Linked DNA regions of Xenopus laevis: region 2 is linked to region 1. A link is a contact called in public Hi-C data. All regions are on one chromosome and are shown on one strand. Each heading gives the region's core, a stretch centred on a gene start, on an enhancer-like site or on the middle of the called end of the contact. The rest is flanking DNA. Distances are from core to core; before and after follow the strand shown. Region 1 overlaps dync1i2.S (dynein, cytoplasmic 1, intermediate chain 2 S homeolog). Region 2 holds the start of dlx2.S (distal-less homeobox 2 S homeolog).

Region 1 (5,219 bases), core at 914-3,413:
AATTTGCTGTATTTCAAATTTCTGTTCATAATGAACTCAATTTTAATCAAGAGCTCTTGATATATATATATATATAGATGAGCTAGAGCTGGGTGGGGAAGCACCTGATGGAATCAGTCTTACTATGGAAGGTGATTAGGATATACATACACATCTATCTGCCAAGAGCACTAAAGTGATCTTGCAATTTGTGTTATTAAAATGAGGAATAATATACTAATCTTATATATATATATTTATATATATACACACACACACTAAACAACAGGCCTGTTTATAGCTTTATTGTGCTTTAGGTACTACAGGAAAAGGTTATAAACTAGCCCCCAAAAAATACCAATACAAGCTTGTGGATATACAATCCCATTTTTGAAACAAGATTGTTTTCAAGTCACTACAGAGACAAAGCAAGTAAAGATATGTTTGATGTTTGATAGATGATACAAATGGAACTGGGGCTTCTTGGATATGCTCTGCAAAAGTTAATGAATTGTGTGGGGTACAAAAGGAAGTTAGACAAATTTATACAGAGTCACTTACCCTCATTATCCTTGGTTAGGAATGGGGTCTGAGTTTCCTTCGTATAGCTGACAGTTTCTCTGGGAGGGAAATCCACTTGAGAGACCTTGGACATGGCAAGTTTCATGGGACCTCGTCTGTTTGGGAAAAAGGGTATCATTAAAGTGCTAGCAGTATGCACAAAATGCAGAGGATAATGTAATAAATGGTATTTTCTAGTAACCCACAGCAACCAATCATTTATTGGGCAGATGCTTGAAAATAAACACAGTGGTTGCTTTCGATGACTAAATATTGACAAACCAAAGACTTTCTGTTACATTACCCCATCAAGCTGTACTGTGGCTCCATATGGAGAATGTATTTTGTTGTTTAGCATCATTTGGGTAAAATCTTTATTTTACTTTACGCAACATATGTTCTCGTAAGGCAGCAACAGATGCAGCATATATTATACACAGAGAATAAAGTAATAAACAGTTGAAATACCCCATATCGGAATCAGAGTGAAGCTGTAGAACAGACGGATCAGTATCCCAGTGCAGAGTCCTGATTGGTTGCCAGAGAACCATGTAGCATTAGCAGAAAAGGTCATATTGTTAGTTAAGCAAATACTCTCTAAATCATTAATCTATCCTGCAGACACAAAAGTTATATTGCTTTCAAATCACAATTAAAGGGTATCTGGTTAATTCACATTCATGCAATTAGTAAGCCATTTTAGAAAAATCACATATTTAACTAGAGAATGAATTTGATTTAGACATGCTTAGATTCTGCATTTTCTAAAATTAAACATTTCTCACAAGTTATACCACCAACAGAATTATCTTCAGATTTCTGGGCCACCACCCAAACCTAAACACCAGAAGTAATTGAAAAGAAGAAAGTGGTTCCAGTAGATTGGTTTAAGCCACAGGCTATAGTACGGTTATCTCCCATATGTTGCAGGAACTCTCCTCTTCTGTATTTAGGGGCAGATTTATTAAGGTTCGAATGGTAAATTCTAATTCTTGAATTTTTTTTTGATCAAAACTCAAAATTTCAAATTTTAAACCACCAACTCGAATTTGAATTCGATTGTGAGATTTATCACACCTAGACCATGGAAACAGTTCTAATTCAATACTTTGCCACATAAAGTGGCAGAGAATCTAATTTGCTTACTTTATGCCTAATTTAGATAAAATTAAAAAGAAGAAAGTGTTTCCAGTAGATTGGTTTATGCCACAGACTATAGTACAGTTATTTCCCATATGTTGCAGGAACTCGTTCCTATTCGATTGAAAGTTAGACATTCAAGTTTTTTTTTCATAAATAACATCCCATTCAAGTTGTGAGTACATTCAAATTTATTATAGTTAAAAAAAAATTCACATAACTTCAAAATTCGACGTTTGATAAATAATCCCCTTATTGACTACAATACAAGTGCACATTTCTGGGGTCTGCACTTTGAGAAATGTTGCTGTTTAGTGGTTTATTTGATCAGATCCCACTGTTGCAACTAAATACCTTAAGCAGATACATTTCCTTTGACTGGAATGTCATTGCTAACATTAACTTTTCAAAGGTTTGAAGCAAGTTCATTTTATAATTGTCTACAGATGCTCAACTGACAACAGCAGCCAAATGTCCTCACGCATGCATGAGTGCAGGGAAACGTGACATAAGGGCTAATGTGTTCTTTTCAGCTGTATTTACTGCATGCCAGTACTGGGAAGCAGTGAACTGTAACAAGGAGTGTGAAAACTACAAGTGTCAGCACTTTTGCATAATCATGGCCTTATTTTGAGATATCAATAATTTACCAGAGCAAAGGCCTTTCCCACTCAACAGCATATGGAGTATTCCCGGGAATGAACACTTTAGGAATCTTACAAAATACCTTAACATACAGAAGGAGAAATGAGCACTGCTTTCAGTTGGAACATGACAACAAGCCTAATATCCAGTTATGGCTGTTGGAAACCTGGTCACAAAAATTTACTCATGACATGTTTATAAAAGATATAAAACTAAAACTAGAAAATGTAGTTCTTGGCACCGTGAAGGACAAGATAATTGTACTGAAAGGTCTTTATTGGGTACAGAACTATGTTTCAGTGGCAAAGGGCTCATGCATCAGAGGTGAAGGAATTCTATGTCTAGGAAAGATGAATTTGGGACAGGGATAAACATTAGTCCACGTGCGATTTCCCTGGGGATAAGGTGATACAGAGGCCACACAGAATATTATAAGGATCACAGAGAATATTTACAGAAGCATAAGGGCTTTATGTTGTATATGTTGCAGGTATTTTTGCAGGCAAAGTTAGCTTGCCAGCAATACAGTTATTTCAGCAGGGAAAGCTGAATTACCAGATCATACATATAAAAAGAGCTTTTTTCAAGAAGTAGCTCATATATCAATAATGATATTCTCAGCTTTGGAGAAATTCCAATGCAAAGAAATGCTTTTAAATTCACTTTGAACCCTGTTACAGCTTTGATAGCAGCCAATATATTTGCACTTCCAGGAAATGACTGCCAGGTAAAAGGCAAAATCATTCAGAGAGCTCTAAACTATTTTATGACATTTTTGCATTTTAATGATTTTTGGTTGTGAAAGTCAGAAGTGTCTCATTCCAGGCAAATATTCAGCAGTATACCAAAGAATTAAGGTGCTACGGGAATGTATTTGCCTGTTTCCGATGCAATCCCGAGCCCTCTACAACATGAGACCTTAAGCAGGGCTTGTATGTGTTTGTGTGAGTGATCAGTATCTTGTAACATTGCCCACAGCAGAAAACATGTGCAGGAAATGGTGATATTGGTACAGGAAAAGGGAGAACACATCAGCTCCTTGCCAAGGAAGTAATCTGCATTTCCACTGGGATGTGGAACTGATAGGGTCTCCAAGATGTGACATTGTTGTAATTATAGGTTAAGCACAGCCTTAGGCATTCTGAGACCTACCATACGTCTATTACAGAATTGAACAGAAAAAACTAAACCCAGATGCTCAAAATGTATGGTGGTGATAGTTTCTCAGTAAAAGTTGAGCCCTCTGCCTGGAACACCTATACATTCATAGATTCCTGTATACAGTCATTAATGGTGGCCATACACAGGGATCTCTCCCTGATATGCCCACAGTGAAGTGGGCGATATCGGGCTGATCTGATTGTAGGCCCCAGGGCTCATCGATCATTAGAATGGAGTCCAAACGAGCGGTCGGATCCTAGGACTGCATCGACGAAAAGATGCAGCGGATTTTTTTACTCTGCCTGATCGACATCTGGCCAACTTTCAGCCAGATATCGATCGGGAGAGCCGGTCGGAGGGCTCTACACACATGCCAATAAGCTGTCGACTTGGTCTGTAGCCAGCTTTTATCGGCCTGTGTATGGGGGCCTTTAGAATATAATTGAATGTTGCATTGTCCAACATGATGTGCTGTAGTTGGGCAGCATAGACTAATGTTACCAGAATAGGAAAAAAAAAAAAAAAAAAAGGATTTGCATGTCTTCGCCCATAATGCCTTATGTGAGAGATAAACTCTCATTTTTGGTATAAAGGCAGTACTATGTGTGTAGCATGAGGCATGTTAATACCTTCTCACCCGAACCAGGCTGGTTTTTCTGCTTTGATACTATAAGTGTTTAACACTTGCTGTATGTGATAGGTTCACCAATAAAATATTTTAACTGCTCCTGACTGGCACTAAGCAACCACACTAGCTTGATGCTGGACTATATACAGAGTCATAGACTGATCACAACCTGCAAATCAGTCTGCATAGTCTGGCCATTCAGTAAATTATGCACCAAGCAGTGATACAGCAAATAAATGCAATTCTACAGCTGAATGGTAATTTAAACTTACTTTTTAGAGACAATTAATGCTTAACTCTAAATGGTTAGTGGATGCTGGTTCTGCAAGGTGATTAAAGGATACACATATCTTTGTGACCACATGGAAACAAGCATTTGTTTGAGCTGCAAATGATTGAACATAAGTAAAACTGACAAGAGCAAGTTTATCCAAGTAAAGAAATAAAAGATATATGCTTTACTTTGAGGTAACTGCAGTCCTGGCACTGTAAAAGAAGCACATGCAGCAGGTTAATGTGTATCACGAGAGATTGTTGTTAAAGGCACACATACTACTCCACTGATGTGTTAACAGTTTGCATTAGAAGTCTTAAAACTTTCCATAAGCTGCCAACATCCATTTCCTATTGGAAAGTACTTTTTGTGATGAATGAAGGGACATTATGCAACTTAACAGTTACCCAGTCACACTGCCAAAGGATACTGTCTTTGTAGTTTAGGAATCTCATAGAAACTCTGTGGAACACAAATTATTGCAGTAAGTACGTCAAATAGCCAAATAATTAAATTGGTGTAAAATCCAGGCCGATAAAAGCTACACAAAGTAGGCCAAGTCATTCTGCTTGTCATCAAGTACTTTCATAGCATGTGCATTACTTGAATCAGCAACTGGGGGAGAAAGGAAGAAATGTCAGCTTCCAGCTTGGAAATCGTTATTACTTTAATGCAAACATCTAAACACATTAGTGGACGGTGCTTTGAAAAGAAAGCTAAAAGCTAAAGCAATTATACTAATTATTACACTGAAGGATTCAACATGGCATCATCAAGTCAAAATATATTAAATTACAAAATATGAATGAAAAAAATAAAATATCCAGATAC
Region 2 (5,219 bases), core at 729-3,228, 290 kb before region 1:
CAATTTGACACAATCAGCTCTTTTGCATCACAACACTCCTGTACCAGCAAGTCATGTTCGTATGAATTCCATCAGACTCTAAGCACAAAATTATTTTGTGGCTTTTTAATTATTATTTTGGACACCCAGGAGCAAGGAGAGGCTGGCGCCTCGGCGAGATTAGAGCGTTTTATTAATTAAGGGTGATAGCGGTTTACACTTGGATCACCACTGGGTGGCAGGAGAGGGCAGTGTTGATGCCATAGTATAAGATTAAAAAGTCTCAGTCTGTATGAAAACAAGTCTGTCCTGAATCGTTGAGATTGTAGCGATGATGTCATTGTCAATAAAATCGAATATGTTTACAGTCCGGCAAAGTTTAAATATTTTTTTGCGATAAGACATAATTTTCTGAAAATATTGTTGTACTTTTTAACCCTTACTATCCACCTCCCACTCTGAGGGTGGTGTAAATGTTTCCCACCCCAAACTATTTCTGCAGAATGGTTGGAGCAGAGGAGTACCAGTAATGTCAGCAGACCCAGTGGCTGTTTCAGGGCCAATAAATGCAGACGGCGAGTAGGTTTTAGGGCCCTGGCTAATGCCCAAATCCAGTTTAAGTATCTGAATTCGTTCTTCACAAGAAATGGACAAAGGAAAAGAGCTGGGGCACAGCAACCAATTACTAGGCAGTTTATCATTACTAGTAGGATTGGGTGCCAGTAAGTAACCTGGCGCATTTCATACGCTAAATCTCTGTGCTGATGTTGCCCTTGCTGCATTCACTGCCTGGCCGAGATGCTTGATCGCTGAGGAAGCTGCTCTTTTACAGACAGGATTTGGGTTTTCTTTTACAGGATTTGGAGATTAAAAGGGATACAAAGAAACTCAATGGTAATGCATGTAATTTCTTCCCAGGTAGGAATGTCACTGGCAGCTCTCACCTGGGTGTGCAATATGAACTCACACACATAAACACTTATATCAACCACCTATACTGTAGCTACATCACCATTCAGAGGAGTGTGAATAAGTGCATGTTTTTATTAAATCGTACTGTTGTGTCTTTATCATTAGAAACACCGCAATGTGTGTATCCAGACTTACTTTTCCCTGTTTGACAAGACAGTTAGACACATACATATAGGAATATACACACAGTCATATACACACTGATCATGTGACACATACATATACAGACACACAGACACACACATAGATACACTCAGGGATACACACAGACACACACACACATAGATACACTCAGGGATACACACAGACACACACACATATAGATACACTCAGGGATACACACAGACACACACACATATAGATACACTCAGTGATACACACAGACACACACACATATAGATACACTCAGGGATACAGACAGACACACATAGATACACTCAGGTATACACACAGACACACACACATATAGATACACTCAGGGATACACATAGATAGATACACTCAGGGATACACACAGACACACACACATATAGATACACTCAGGGATACACACAGACACACACACATATAGATACACTCAGGTATACACACAGACACACACACATATAGATACACTCAGGGATACACACAGACACACATAGATAGATACACTCAGGTATACACACAGACACACACACATATAGATACACTCAGGGATACACACAGACAAACACAAATAGATACACTCAGGGATACACACAGACACAAATAGATACACTCAGGTATACACACAGACACACACACACACATAGATACGCTCAGGGATACACACAGACACACAGACAAACATATAGATACACTCAGGGAGGGATACACTCAGACACACGCAGGGGCAACACGTGGGCGGAGAAAGCAACAGTCCAGGGGTAGAGCGTAGACTTGAGGTTTTTCTCGGGATGTGATTGGTTGATGACGTCTGTGCGTGTCACGTGACGAGAGTTAAATGCCTGGCGCTGAAGCTGGGAACAGCAGACAATCTTCCGAATTCTCAGCGTGCGGTCGTGAGCGATTACTCCCCCCGAGCTTGTGTAGCGACCAAACCCACCAGCTGCGGAGAACATGCCTCCAGCGTCCTCCCACCGCCCGGCCTGTCGCTTCTGATCGCTGCTCCCTTGTCTCTTTGTTGTATTGAAACTGATTGCGTTATAGTTTTTTGGTGTCACCCCTGAGCCTGTTGCAGCCCCTTCAGTCTCAGCTGTGTCCCCCACAGCCCCTAACACTATGACCGGAGTGTTTGACAGCTTGGCAGCAGATATGCATTCCAACCACATGCCCTCCAGCAGTTACCACAGTCTGCATAAGTCGCAGGAATCCCCGACATTGCCGGTGTCGACTGCCACGGACAGCAGCTACTACACCAACCAACAGCAGCAGCATTGCGGGGCAGGCTCTCCTTATGGGCAGCTCGGATCCTATCAGTTCCCTGGTGCTACTATCAATGGGATTTCTTATTCGACCAAGTCGTACGATCTGTCATACAGTGGCTCTTACAGCTCCTATGGGCCCTATGGAACAAGTCCTTCCCCTCCACACAACGACCCGGGTGAGTACCTGCATCAGCGTATAACAGATCCGCAATTAGCCTTAGCTCACACTTTTCCTTCCTTTGTGCATTAGAGTTATAAGAGTGCAAGCTCTTGGGTACAAAAGGCTTCTAGCTGTCCAAACATGCGATTGTAAACTCTGTAGAAGACTAGGGGATTCTATTCAATTGCCATTCGATTGCAAGGTTTGCAAAGACTGCAAGATCTGGGGTGCAAGGGGATACTGGTACTGGTATTAGATTGCTAGCTCTGTGGGTGTAAGGAGGATCGATTGGCATTTTATAGCAAGCTCTGGGGAACAAGAAGGCCTTGTTTATTGGCATAAGATTGCAAGCTTTTCCTAAATACAAAAGATAAATTGTTTCTTTCTTGTGTGCCTCCTTTTTTGCCCATGTTATGCATTGTGGTCCATCACCCACTGCCAATTATTACTAACTGCCAGTGTGGTGCCCTGTGTGTCTCTGTCTGCCTATTGCTGGGCAACGCTCCAAATATTAACCTTCATTGTTTTTGCAGAGAAGGAAGAATGCGAGCCTGAGGTCAGGATGGTCAATGGGAAGCCAAAGAAAGTGCGCAAACCCCGGACCATCTATTCCAGTTTCCAGATGGCGGCCCTCCAGCGGCGATTCCAGAAAACCCAATACCTGGCACTACCAGAGAGAGCGGAACTGGCAGCCTCGCTAGGCCTGACCCAAACACAGGTGGGCACAACATGAACCCTATTGGCAGTTTCAATCAGGCAAATGGGGGTGGGGGGGGGGGAATTATGTAGTTCTTCGAGGTTTAGTACATGGTAAATATGTACATAGTAAATGGCGAGCAAGGAAGTCTAGTTTACTAACAGATCGAGGGTTTATATCGTGTACTTATATGTTTATTTAGAATCTGTACGACGTTTTGGCCTCATCACAGGATTTGGCAAATTGCTAATGGTTATCGATCCTATGTACTGGCTGCGCTACCAATGCTATTAGATGTTCCAATAGATTCACCTTCTGCTGATATTCCATTGGCAGGTAAAGATCTGGTTCCAGAACCGTCGCTCTAAATTCAAGAAGATGTGGAAGAACGGGGAGATGCCATCGGATCAGCTGCCTGTAGGGAGCGAATCTTCCCCCTGTAGCTCCCCTCCTGCCTCAACTGCCACCTGGGACTTCGGGCAGCACCAGCGGTTGCAGGGAGCAGCTTCTGGGTCTGTCCTTCAGAACTCCATTTCTGCCTCCAGCCCTTTTCTGGGCAACTATTCCTGGTATCAAACTTCCAATCCTGCCCCCCACCTCCAGTCCAACTCGTTACTGCAACAGCACCAGCTCCACCATCATCCAGTCTCTGCAGGGACTATCTACTAGAATTAATCTGCTCCCACCAACAGAAACTGCTACATTGGAAAAATTACCCCCAAAATTAGGACTGGTGGTCTTTCCGTGGCGTTGGGGAAACCTTCGTATCAGGAATCCCACTGGTGATCTGATGAATCCTTTGATCGAGCGAAACCCATGATCCATATGGAAGAATTTACTCCAATACTTTCTGGCAGAAAATTAAGGACGTTTTTCGTTTGAGATCTATTTATTTGGGAAGTAATGCGATAGGTCAGCGCTGGATATTTAATCACTGATATTAAATAATGATGTTTTACGGCAAGATTGCAAACAAAACAAAAAAACTATTTACATTTTTGGTGAAATTTAATGTTTTGGTGAAATGGAAATGTAATATTGCATACAGTCCTTAAAATATAATACACAGAAACAGTCTTATAGAAATTGGGCAAATAAGGGAAATTAATTATATCGCTGAAATAACACAACGAGAAATAACTTATACGAATTCTACAATAAATCGGGCGACGGAATTGCATGGAGGTGATCACAGAGAAATCCAGCATCAATGGAATCTACAGTTCAGTAAAGAACTAAATTCAATTTTAGTGAACAAGCCAATCACTAGGCAGTTGATAGAATGATAGAAGTATACGGATACTCGGATAGTAGTGGAAAACTGGAGAGAATTTTGGCTAAAAATTACACCCACATCTAATTATAACAAAATTCTAAACCACTGCAGAAAATCTGTATTTGTTTTACTCTAAGCAAAGCGACCGTTTCAACGGTTAGAATCCGTTTGAGGGGAGGAAATAATGTGCTGTGATTCCAAATAAAATCATTGGATTTGACCGGTTTCACAGATCCAGTAAATAATATATTTGTTTACCTTAGGAATCCTCAAATCGCCAGTGCAGTTTCATTTTTGTTGCTGTTTTCAAGGAATCGGTGCCTTTTCGAATGACCTCATTTTCGATGTTGACAAAAGATTTTTATATGTAGATATAAGAAAACACGTGTTTAAATTATCTTTTTTAATAAAAAAATAAATAATGCAGAATCCGTTCTGTCTGTTTGTAAATTATGTCGTTTATGTACAGTTTTGGGTCTGTTTGTATTGCTGAAAAAAACGATGACATTTAAAAAAAAAAATTGGACATTTTTTCCAATATTCTGTGAAAATTCCATATCTGAATTCTTTAGTTTTACATAAAATTACTGTACCAACCGCTTTTTGTGATTTTTTTTTCCAGGAATCAATTTCTTTTCATGCACGAATGCTGTTTGATTATTTATTTAGGATCTATGCCCCCATTTTGATGTCATAGTTGTTTCTTTTGGATATTTTTTTTTTTGTACA

What was found. Hi-C and Micro-C count contacts between places; a contact is called where the count stands out from the background.
Region 2: a contact with region 1 is called in a Hi-C map of the XTC cell line, with 5 times the contacts expected there. The contact joins the promoter of dlx2.S here to the enhancer-like site in region 1. A contact is called at or near these places in 3 of 4 Hi-C or Micro-C datasets (the XL177 cell line, the XTC cell line and animal cap).

Annotation. Positions count from the first base shown.
Region 1 is chr9_10S:66,500,510-66,505,728 of Xenopus_laevis_v10.1, reverse strand. It overlaps dync1i2.S (dynein, cytoplasmic 1, intermediate chain 2 S homeolog), which reads right to left. Exons shown (of 18, transcript NM_001091343.1): 5 at 4,577-4,600; 6 at 1,009-1,068; 7 at 541-656. Among protein-coding and RNA genes, the nearest start is that of dync1i2.S, 20 kb to the right of the region's middle. Within about 2 kb of position 2,163, at least 1 of the 7 cell types and tissues checked has an H3K27ac peak or open chromatin away from gene starts, as enhancers often do.
Region 2 is chr9_10S:66,786,508-66,791,726 of Xenopus_laevis_v10.1, reverse strand. dlx2.S (distal-less homeobox 2 S homeolog) reads left to right here and starts at 1,978. Exons shown (of 3, transcript NM_001095731.1): 1 at 1,978-2,533; 2 at 3,051-3,235; 3 at 3,551-5,219. The coding sequence starts at 2,212. The coding sequence ends at 3,883.